2 separate regions of the Sus scrofa genome follow, and region 2 is linked to region 1. A link is a contact called in public Hi-C data. All regions are on one chromosome and are shown on one strand. The core of a region is the stretch at or near the end of the contact, and the rest is flanking DNA. Distances in the headings are between cores, read along the strand shown. Region 1 has its middle 450 kb from the start of ID2. Region 2 has its middle 670 kb from the start of RNF144A.

Region 1 (5,857 bases), core at 2,366-4,865:
GATGTTTGCAAACTCCATCAAGATTCCTTTTTTTTTTTTTTTTCTTTCCCTTTTTTATTCCTTTTCCTTTCTGGATGTTCTTTCCTTTTCACTTTATTTTTTTTCCTTTCTAAGGTTCTCATTTTTGAAAAGTCAAGGTGATAAGTAAGAAGACGTGACCCAGACTCTACACCCCTCAGCTCCTCCTAGAGAGCCAGGCACCAGGGAAGGTAAATTGGAGTCAGGAGGAGGGTGGGGGGTGGAGGAGGCTGTCCTCCTGGAGTTCAGAGTGTTTGGACAAGGCCAGGAACATGTGGGGGGATCAGCATGAGGCATCACACCTGGAGAGGGAGACCCTCGGCTCCAGCCCCAGTGCCATAAGCCTGGCTCCACGAAGTCTAGCCAACATCTGGAATGGATATCGAGAGACACAGGCGGCCCTTGCTGGCATGCAGCTCTACCTTTGTACTTTTCGTTGCAAATTGAAAAGCAAAACAGACATCAAGGATATATTTATATAACTGTCTTCAAGTTGCATTTTCTACTCCCATCTGCTGCACATGATAAGTTTCAAGTGTTTTCTAATAAAAAAAAAAAAAAAAAAGGAGGGGGCGTAGTGGAAAGCAGGGCTGGGTGTGCGTGTGTGTGAGCCTGAAGGCATGCTCCTTATTTGGTGCAGAGACGATCTTTTTCAGTCTTCATGTAAAAGGAGACGTTAAAACATGCTCTCGCTGAAGGTCTCACTGTTTTAAGATGTTCTGATATTTTGCTTGTCACGTGTATGTGAGAATTTGCATTAAATCACTTTAGAGGAAAAGAGGGTATATTTCTCCCCTTACACTCGTTACTTGGGTGGAGAACGTTAGGGGGAAAGGAGGCACATATTTTTGTTGTTAAGTCTTTGGAGAAAAGAGAAATGTGGAGGCGTGAGATGGTGGGGGGAGATATTTAGGGAAAAAAAATACAGCATCGGATAGAAATACATCAGGCAGATCCAAGATAATTTGGGTTTGTCTACATTTAGGTAAATATGTGAATCCAGATGTGACTGTTGATTATTCATGAATAAAGCTGGAACCACCGTCAGCCAAGTTCAGTGCAGATTTGGACAGTTCAGTTACCAGCCAGGACCAAAACCAGCCTTTTCTTTTCTTTTCTTTCCTTTTTCCACTGTGGGGAATGGAGATAAGAAGCAAAAGGATGAGATTCTCTCATTTTCCCTGGACCATGCTTGAACATGACATGGGGGATAATGAACCAGAAGCCAACTGCCCCAGTAATTCAGGCTTTATTGAAACAAATGTATAAAGATGGGGCCCTGGATATTCCAGGTAAAAGTAAGGTGTTTTCCGCTTCTCAATGAGCCGAACATCTTTTCCCAGTTTGTCACTCTGAAGGGTGACAAAATACTGTCAGAGAAAAGGCAGAATGTCCAGTTCCTCTATTATCCCCCAGTTTGGATTTCTACTGGAGATTTTCTCTATGTCCAGACTAAAATGAGCATCTGCTGATCAGAAAATGCCCTAGGTCAGCACCGGAACTAAAGACTGTCGGGAACATGAGCAACTTTTCAACAGAAAAGGCAGCTGATTTCCAAAGGCCGCCAACAGGGTGTGGTGGAGAGAGACAGACGTGAGGTCAAACTCGGGCTCTGCCACCGAACCGCCCTGAAACTTTGGACCAGTTCCTTCAGCTTTTTGAAAGTTCTCAATGACCTCATCTGGAAAAGAACCCAATGACAAATATCTCATAGGGTGGTTAGAAGAATTACAGGTTAACATCTGTGAAAGGTCTCGGGTGCACTTTCAGTAGGAACTAATAAGTCCTCTCGTCCATCACCTGGTCACTCGTGCAAGGTGCACGCTGCCTCTTTTCTAGCTCTTGCCAACTCACCACCAACGTCCCAGGCCGCCCCGTCCTGTGCTTGTCCACTGGCGCCCCAGCCTTAAAATCCTTTTCATCCAAGTTTTCCATACACCCATCGTCCAGGGCTTTGGTCAGGGTGATGGTTCCACTTACGGTTCAGGTTCGGGTTACGGTTCGTCTTAGGGTTCAGGTTCGGGTTTGGGTTAGGGTTAGACCTGTGACATCAGGCTAAACCTGTTTGTTATCTTGGTCTCACCCAGAGCAGACCCAAGCCTTTTATACTTAACTGGGCTGCATTTCTGTCCTACTGGCCATAAGCGAGGCACTGGAATCCTGGGCTGTTTCTCTCACTGGCCTTTCTCCTCTGTATGTCTTCTCCTTTACCCTCTTGTGGCAGACCCCTGACGTGAGCAGAAGGCCAGCTCACAGGGCTGAAAATGGCAGCAGACGTGAGGATGAGAACTTTCCTGGCCAGCGCTGGTCCTCACCCCTGAGGACCCCAAGCCATGCGTCTGCCCACCTCTTGACCCTGAGGCTCTCCTTTAAAGGCCACGCATCACGTTGTACTAAAACCGCATGTGCTCTGAGGACGTACAAGGCTCCATTTCTTTGAGATAGTATAGAATTCAACGTCCATGCTTGTCATCACAGCGGGAGAAGAGAAGGCCAGATAGGATGGAAAGCATCTATTTCTCCATAAGGTGAAAACCAACCGCATAGAGAAGATAATGTTTGTACAGGCTCCTCCAAGCCCTGTGTCTCTGGGGCCAGACCGCCTAGGCCCTCCAAAGGCTCCGGGGCCACCCTGGGCGACAGGTACCAGGGCTGGATGGAAGCCCCTAGGACCCTCCCAGCTCTGCCCGTGGAGACTGAACAGAAGATCCAGCAGCAAAGTCTGACTTCATTTCCTTGGTTTTATCGAAGCAGAAGGAAGCTGATGGAGAGCTTTGTTCCAAGTGCTGGCAGTGGGCCTGGGCACCCTGGGCCTCAGTCTCCTCCTCTGTAAGATGGGGGTGATAACAGCACCCCCTCCATGGGCGTGTGGTGAGGATCACAGGAGGTACGACATGCAAGGGGCTCCGGGATTATTCACATCCCGTGAGCCCAACGCATCTGACACCTTTATCACCCCGGGGGCCTCCGGTAGGGGTGGGGTCCACGAGCGCGCAGGGACCCCAGCTCCCCACACGACAGGATGCAGCCCAAATGCTCCCTCCCCGAATCCTTCCTAAACAACCACCAGACACAATCCGAACCCTCCCACAACGGTGATGCTTCTCTGATTCTATACATTGTCTTCAAAGCTGCCTTTGTTTTACCAGAAGAAAACTGTTAATGTCGGAGAAATAGCTACAAACAGTAGCTCCTGTCACAATGAAATTTGAAAGGAATGAGGCCTATGTATTCACATGACCCATGTGTCTACATTTACAGTAAAATTAAAATACACTAAAGAGATGTGTATTGACACACACCCACACAGAATGTTTTCACATTTTCAGCCCGGGGTCCCACCAGGTTTTGTGTGGCCTTTTCAGCCAGGGGAAGGGTTACAATGACATCAAGCTTTATAACTAAAAAAAATACCCCCCCCAAGGTTAAACAAACACATTACTGTTTGGCCATGAACTTGGGTTGTTTCTCACTGACAAAATTTCCAGCTTTGCTCAACTTCCAAAAGAATGTTGTGAAGCGTTTGGACTCTTACCTAAGCCCTGTTTGTCCAGAGGGGTCAGTCTGAAGCCTGAAAGATGTCGTGATCCAGAAAATAGCAGTCATGTCTTCGGCCATCTGAGATAGTCATGGAAAATTACCACACAGATGTTAACACTGGATCTTTCTTCCGTTGCCCAGAGCTCGCAAAGCCTCAGAACGATATCAGAAGGAGGCCAAGAATTGAACGGCTCCTGTGGTCAGTGGAAAGGAAGGTAGTTCTGTGGCCGCAGGAAGAGGCAGGGCCCCCCGGAGTAGGGGTTGGCACAGCATCAGGACAGAACACAGAGATTCAAGCCTGTAAGAGCAAGCGCGCTTCTGCCCTGCCTCTGCCCCCTCAAGCTGTGTGACTGTCACCATGTCACTAGACTACCCTCTGCCTCTTTCTCTTCCCCTGTAAAGTAGGAAGGAAGAGAGTAACTTTTATCGTGTTGCTTCCAGGATTAAATGAGTGAAGTATATTATGGCTTCAGCGCAGTGCCTGGCACAGAATGTATTTGATACATTTTTTTCAAGTAAAACAAAAGGACTGCAAGAAATTGTTTCTAACACTCACTGTATTAAGATGCAAAAGCTAAGAGTCATGTAATAGTGGTCTTCAGGGGGGCAAGGGGCTGGGGAAGTGACTGATTAATGGGTACAGGGCTTCCTTTTGGGGTGATGAGAATGTTCCAGAATTAGAGAGAGATGGTGGTTGCACAACATTGTGAATGGACTAAATGCCTCTGAATTCCACACTTTGACATGGTTAATGGCTAATTTTATGTGATGGGAATTTCACCTTAATTTAAAAAAAAGAAAGAAAGAAAGAACAAAGTTAATGGTAGCTGTGAGCTTACATTGACCAAGAAAAGCAAGATTTCTCCAAGAAACCCCAGCATTCAAGAATGACCCCAAACTGACCTCAGGGTCAAAGCCAGTGGCCTGCATACTAGTGGATTTCCACGGCCCTTTCTCAGTTGAGAGCTGGCACGCAGTCTCAGTGCTTCTTTGGGGCAGGTCACTTTGGCCCCCTCAGAATCATAAAATATTCACCCAGGAGAAAAGATGCTCACAGACCTGGTCTCTCTGCCTCAGTGTAAGACTTAGGACCCAGGATATACGGGAATTTGGGAACCTCCTTCAGAGGTGGAAGAACGGAATTCCGACAGGTTCTTTCCTATAGGGAAGGGCTGATTCAAATGAAATAACTCGAGTAGGTGGAAAAGCACTTCTTGTTCTGTTATTATAAGACAAGACTGCTGTCACCAACTCGGGCTCAGAGAAGTAGTAGAGCCCCTGCCCCCTGACCTGCCCCCAACCCCGCCCCATCATTTTTTTCTCAGAAGGAGATGGAGCAGCAGCAGATCCTCGTGCATCTGGAGGAACAGGCAGCCAGTAAACACCTTGCAAATACACTTTTCAGCACTGAGCCCACACTTGAGCCCTTTGCAACAGCTCTCCAACAGCAGTGCCTTCAGCTGACTTCCAGAATCTCACCCTCAAGGCACAGAGCCTGCTCTGCTCTGGGCCCTGAATCCATGCTGGGCTTGGGGGAGGCCGCCGGGGGTGGGGGGTGGGCTGGGCCAAGCTGCATGCAAGCAAGCAGAGGTCTTCAAACCCAAACACGGTCACATCACTAAAGCATCCTTGCTTCTTTTACAGATTTGTTCAGAGGCTATCCCTTTATTTTGGTGCTATTTCCCCCAATTATTTTTGTGGCTCACACATTCCTTCGTTCCATAAATATTTGCTGAGGACTGTCTCTGCCTCAGTCACTAGCATGCTGGACTTGGAACGTGAAAATAAAGGTGGTCACTAACCCGTTTGGAGGGAGGAGTTCTGTAAAATATGTATTTATAATGCAGCAAGACAGCTGTCACAACAGAGCTGCCATGGGCTGGAGAAGGAGTCCTCCCAACTCTGGGCAAGGGGGGCTGCTCTGAATCCTGAGATTTGGTAGGAAGGCAGCAGACAGGAGGGTTATTTCCTAAAGCGATTGCCAATAGAGGCGGTCACCATCATTCTGAGACTTGAAAACGATGTGCTTTAGGATATTTAAAGTATTATCTCATTGCTGAATTATATTCCTCTTTTAAATGGGCTTAAATAACTTGTGGAAGAGGAAATTAAGGCAAGCGGGAAACAAAGAAGGTGTGAGGGACGAGGAGGAAATGAGAATAAGTTGTTACTCAGTTCTAATGTCACATAAGAGGTCAGCGAGCAAGGAAAAGTGGGAGTGGCATCACAGTAAGTTTAATAAAATAAACAAAGGTAGAAAAACCAAATAGTTCCAGGTTAATTAATGTCCAAGACCACT
Region 2 (5,920 bases), core at 2,107-4,606, 250 kb before region 1:
ACCCGTACCCCCTTTGGAACAATGGTCTGGTTTTATCAAAATGTTTCATTTTATTAGATTTTTCCCCATAGATTATGAGTTCTTTAAACTCTTTAAAAAAAATCACATTTCCCAGCAATTTTCAGAGTGCCTGGTACAGAATAGGTATTCATTTTTGTTTGTTTGTTCTTGCTTAATGAATAGAAGATTGAAGAGTCACTGAGTTGTGGCCCCAACACATCCACCTAGAAGAATCTCAGAGTAAATATTGGGAGCTGTAAATACCCAAGACTCCAAGCCCATGTTTCTCCACTCTTCCTCCAGGATCTCTGGCATCCAGTGAGATAGTAAAAGCCAAAAATGGCTTCTGTTGAACGTTTAAGAAACAGAAAATGCAGCATTTATGGTCCCCTTTCACACCAAGTAAATGAAAGAAGTTATGTTATAGTCCACCCACAGTGGAGGCTTATATCTTGGTTCTATGACTACAAATTAATTCCTAGCAATGCCCTCACTAGACCCTCTCTATGGAGTAATCTTAGGGAAGAGAAAGATGCTTTGAGTGCCTCTAGTATTGTAATTTAAAAGTTATTCTAAGAGGTAGAGCAAGAGGAGAAACGATGGAAGGAGGGAGAAGATGGCCTAGCTATTTGAGTGAAGGAAAGTTCCTGGGGCCTGGAGAAGGCACAACAAAGGAACAGTCCTGTAGGGATGCATGCAACACACTCAGATCACAGTCCCCCGTGGATTCGTCCTCCGGATGAAGAGGACGAGGATGTGGGAAGAAGTGCTGGTGACTTAGGCTGAGGTTTCTAAAGCCCACCACAAAGAGACTGGATTCCCAAAACTGCAATATGTTAGCCTCTGCTAAGCCTCTGATTCCCTTATGAACTCTGAATTAAGCGACTTCATTTATTTATTTATTTATTGCCTTTTTAGGGCCACGCCACGGCTGATAGAGGTTCCCAGGCTAGGGATTGAATTGGAGCTATAGCTGCCAGTCTAGACCACAGCCACAGCAACATGGAATGCGAGCCACTCTGTGACCTAGACCACAGCTCACGGCACTGCCAGATCCTTAACCCACTGAGCAAAGCTGGAGATCGACCCTGCGTCCTCATGGATACCAGTCAGATTCATTTCCTCTGAGCCATGATGGGAACTCCTGAATTTAGTGACTTTAAATGCACATGGACTTTGGCAGGCTTTGAGCTGGGGCCCTACATAGGCGATTGTATTGGAAATTTTTGCAGATACATTCATTTATCTGAAAGTGTAGATGTATAAACTTTTGAGAGACTTAAATGGTTGTATCTCAGCCTGTTAGGGTCCAATGGCCCAAAACAATCAAGGTAATTCGGTCTCTCCTTGCCAGGTAGATTCCAAACCAGCCAGGGTTGAATATCCTTCAAAGTCAGCTGGCATCAAAAGAGAGTGCTAAAGCCTGCTTCCTGGAAGCTTTTCCATTTCCTCTCAAAATATCAAGGTTGGGTTCACCTTATTTATCCCCTGGGAGGTGAAAGAATTTCCTCACTGATGCTTCTCTCCATCATCCTTATTTTCCCATGTCTCCATAGCTGTGATCTTTATTCCCCCTAAAGCTTCCCCCAAATTACACTTCACCTGCCATGAGGGGGAAAGGGCACCAAAATAATATTCACCAAATACTTTCTTTTTAATAAAAATGGCAATAAATTCAGTTAAATAACTATTTATGAAGTCTCTACTAGGTGTCTGACACTAGGAGAATAAAAAAATTGATAAGATGCAGCCCCCACATCAAGCCTAAAGAGGTAAGAAAAAATGCGTAGCAACGACTAAAAGAAGAAAAACTGCAATGTTTCGAATGGGAGAGACTCCATAAACTTAGGCGTGTGTTCCTCGATGCTTGGCTCATGGATCTTCGGCACCAGAATCACCTAAGTGTTGATTTAGATAGATTTTGGGGGGGTCCATTCTAGACTTAGGAAATCAGAATTTCCAGAGGCAGAACTCAGGAACCTATACTCTAACCAAGAGGGGGGCCCAAAAAAACTGAGCATGTCGCTCTCTGAATGACCTGCAAGAGCCAGAGGTCTGTGATTGCTGGGGGAGGGAAGGAGGGAGTGGGATGGACTGGAAGCTGGGGATCTGTAGATGCAAACTACTGCATTTAGAATGGATCAGCAAGGGGGTCCTACTGCACAGCACGGGAACTTTATCCAATCTCTTGGGTTAGATCATAATGGAAGACAGTATGAGACATAAATATATACACATGGGTCACTGTGCTGTAGAGCAGAAATTGGCACAACATTGTAAGTCAACTGTAATAAAAAATAGTAATCTTTTAAAAAGAGAGAGAGTTCTGTCTTGCAGGCGGGAGAATTAGGCTGGTTAAGATGTCAAGCATCAGAGATCTGAAAGACATTCTTTGCAGAAGGAACAGCAAGGCAAAGGCACCGTGAAAAGCCTTGGGGAGCATTTGGACAATAATCCAGTTGGCAAGGACACAGGCTATATGAAGAAGAACTGGAGACCATAAACTGAAGCCTGAATTTCTGTCTCCTGCCCTCGCTAAGGTAAGGAGCCTGCAAACCAGACTGCTAAATGAGAAGTCCACACGTCCCTTCATTTTTTGTTAAGCCTCTTATCTCATGAGGATAGTTAATCTCTTTTTGACTTACCTTGGTTTCTTAGCATGAATATGGTAAAAACAACTTAAGCTTTTTTCTTTTATTCAATGAAATCCATCTTACTTAAACCCTGGCCCCATCACATGTTAGCTCCTTGACCTTGTGCTAAGTCAGCTATAACACAGCTGGGAGCCTCAGTTCAGGCCTCAGCAAAGAGGCATAATATCTACTAATTGTCATGAGCGCGAAGCAGGCGGGCACAACGGAGTGTGGGCACCAAGCAGGCCATTCGTGAAGGGAAGACTTTTTAAGTGTGGTCGGGCTCCCAGGATGCTGGTTTGCTTATTCGTGACTTTTTCTTGGATTGAATAACTCACCCTTTGATTCTAATCTTCAGATTCAACTGTCTACCTGGCATATTTACGATCCCACTGAATTTCAACTCGTGCAGCTCTTTTAAGGCGCGTCAGCCTGGGACAACGCTGGGGCCCTGTGTTAGGATGGCCCAGTGCCAAGGCAAATGTTTAGACTTGGCTGAGGGCTTGGCGTTCACTGAGTGCTCAATGCTTTAAAGAATATGCAAACCTGGGAGCTTTGGGGGGAACAGAGGGGCTGGCTTCTCAGCGGGCATTACAGCCACACAGGTGCATGGCCTCCCATTGACAGGGGGCGAACGTTTGACCCCAGAGTCCTAAGCTGGTCCCCGGGAGCGCCTGGAGCAAGTGCAGCTTTGACTGCGCAGAGCCCTGTTTGACTTGGCGGAGGGCCCCGTGAACCTGGCGGTGGGCATGGCCCAGAGGAAAACAGCCTTGACATTGACTCTCGTCACCGCCATGCTCAGGGCCACCTGTGGGTTTCACAACCCACCTCTCCTTTCCCACAGCATCCTAGCCAGTTCGTTTGTGTTCCTGGAAAAAAAAAAAAAAAAAGACAGAGATCCCCTGGCTCTTTGCTCCAATGCTGAGTATCTGCTTGGGTCGCCGCCTTAAGGCACTCACCTGTGCACACCTCTGAGTGCAGGCTCTGGGCCAGCTGCTCCATCAGGAGCCTTTGTTATTTCTGGTCTCCCTCCTGTTTCCACGCATCTATAAATATACAAGTTCCACCGTGATGGGGAAGAAACGAACATTCATTAAGCACCTGCTTCAAGCCAGGTGCTTTCACACACAGAACCTTGTTTAATCCTCAGAGCAGCTCCGTGAGAAAGGAGTTAATATCTCTCTGTATTGGATAAAGACGGTCAGGTGACACATCGGAGGAGCCAAGATTTGGACCCGGCCTGCTGACTCCAAGTTCATGGTCTTTCCGTTTACTCTGCTGCCTCTTAACATGTTCTGGAAAGAGCAGCAGCCAGGACATGAGGCATGGATTCCAGCCCAGGTTCTCACATTGGCCGCCCGGAGACAAACTCCCCTACCTTCTCAAGGTCTCTGCCTCTCTCTCCTTAGGAAATGAGGGGCCTGGACAAGCTTCCACTTTTAACGTGTCTCCCAGCACAACACCAGAGACCAAATGAGGGGAGCGAGATCCACTGCCATCCTTCGTCAGTCCTGGCCAGAGGAAGCTCTGTGTCCACAGACAGCGGCGGTCTGGGTGGAATTCCACCCCAAAGCGGCCCCATGGGTAGGTGAGGACGAAGGCACGGATGGGTCCCGGTCTGTCCCACGACAGTCAGAGGGTCTCTAATAAAGGTGATTTGTGCAAGGGGAAGAGGCCACACACCAATGTGTGCGATAGTGGAGGCAGTGGCTCTTGGCCTGGGCAGACACTGAGGTATGCTCTGTGTGTATTGACCCATGTTGCCTTCCTGACACTGGGACAGAAAGGCAGCTATTTTCCACATCTTGGACATATGTGAGGAAACAAACCTCGGAACGCGTACACACAGCTTGTCCGGGAGGGGCTAGGGTTTGAACCCCATCAGTTACTCTTTTTCGTTTGCTTTTTTAATGGCTGCACCCATGGCATATGGAAGTTCCCAGGCCAGGAACTGAATCCTTGAACCCACTGTGCCAGGCCAGGGATCGCACCCACAGCTCTGCAGTGACCTAAGCAGTGGCAATCGGATTCCTAACCCACCGTGCCATGGTGTGAAGTCCCTCTCAGTGCCTTGTAACCGCTGCATGCAGCATCCCTTTGACAAAGGGGGATGGCTGGGACCCACTCTTCAAGGACCTTGCTCTGTATTTGGAACGAGGAATACAGCGGATGGTTACTGGTTGGCAGGCTTGGCCGGCCATGCCACCTGTGTCCTTCCACTTAATTCTCACAGCAGCCCTCAGAGAGGTGACGTCTTGAGGGACCATGGCTGACAAGTGAGAAAGGATCCGTCAAGAGCAGGGCAGAGGGAGATCTCTGTCTCCCGGTCATGGTCACCTTCCTGACCGCACACCCTGGGCTCCAAGCTCGGGGGGTCTATGGCGACCCCTCACTCCTGCCCTGCACCTACAATTCTAGGAATCAGAATGTGGGACGGACTGGTCAGCACGGCCTTTACGACTCATTCCTCTTGGGGGAGGGGACTCCAGTGACATCATGGAAATAAGGAATGTTTAGCATAGCATTATAACCACATAGTTTAATTATTGCCTTCCAGAGCAGTTTCTCCGTTAACCTAGGAGGCGCCTGAGTGCAGGAAGCACAGTTTCACCTCTGCTCTCTGGATCCTAGTGTACAGGTCGCCACACCAGGCGTGGGGTCACACTTACCTCCCTCTGTGTTGTGAGCAGGTGCTTATGATGCCCCAGGTGAAATAGGAGAAAGCAAAATAGAAACTCTGTGCCCACTGCCAACTGGGAACCACAGGCTCTGATTCTGGCCTCTGAGGCTTTTCGGAATAGAACTGATCGTTTGCCCAAAGGCCATCGGGAAAACGCTAGAACTGAAAGACCAGTATCATGGTCTGTTTTCAAATGTATGAAGGAACTGGAAATGTGGATTAAGTGAGTCTCAGCATACACACTCAGAGAGCATTGTGGCATGGATTTTAAGGAATCATCTTGCTAATTAAATGAAACTCACCTAACACAATTGCAGCTTAAATATTTAAGGTAATCAGAAAGACAGAAGGAGAGAGAGGCTGTTGCAGAATAAAGACCCGTTTCTTAGTATTCCTAACCTCCCTCCCTAGGTGCACAGAAACGGCACGCGTCTGCTGTTTAAACCTCTTTTTATACACGCTTCTTAACTCGTCGCCTCATTTCACGAAACCACATGTGTCTCTAACCTCTACTTACTTACTAAAATGCATGACAATCTGTTCAAAGAAACCCAAGTTAATCCCATCTGAAAATTAGGCGATTGCCAAATTGTTTCAACCTCGGAGA

The links. Hi-C and Micro-C count contacts between places; a contact is called where the count stands out from the background.
Region 2: a contact with region 1 is called in a Hi-C map of liver, with 2.8 times the contacts expected there. A contact is called at or near these places in 1 of 5 promoter capture datasets (liver) and 6 of 47 Hi-C or Micro-C datasets (fetal liver, liver and skeletal muscle).

The regions. Positions count from the first base shown.
Region 1 is chr3:127,946,884-127,952,740 of Sscrofa11.1, reverse strand. No RefSeq gene overlaps it. Among named protein-coding and RNA genes, the nearest start is that of ID2, 450 kb to the right of the region's middle.
Region 2 is chr3:128,196,032-128,201,951 of Sscrofa11.1, reverse strand. No RefSeq gene overlaps it. Among named protein-coding and RNA genes, the nearest start is that of RNF144A, 670 kb to the left of the region's middle.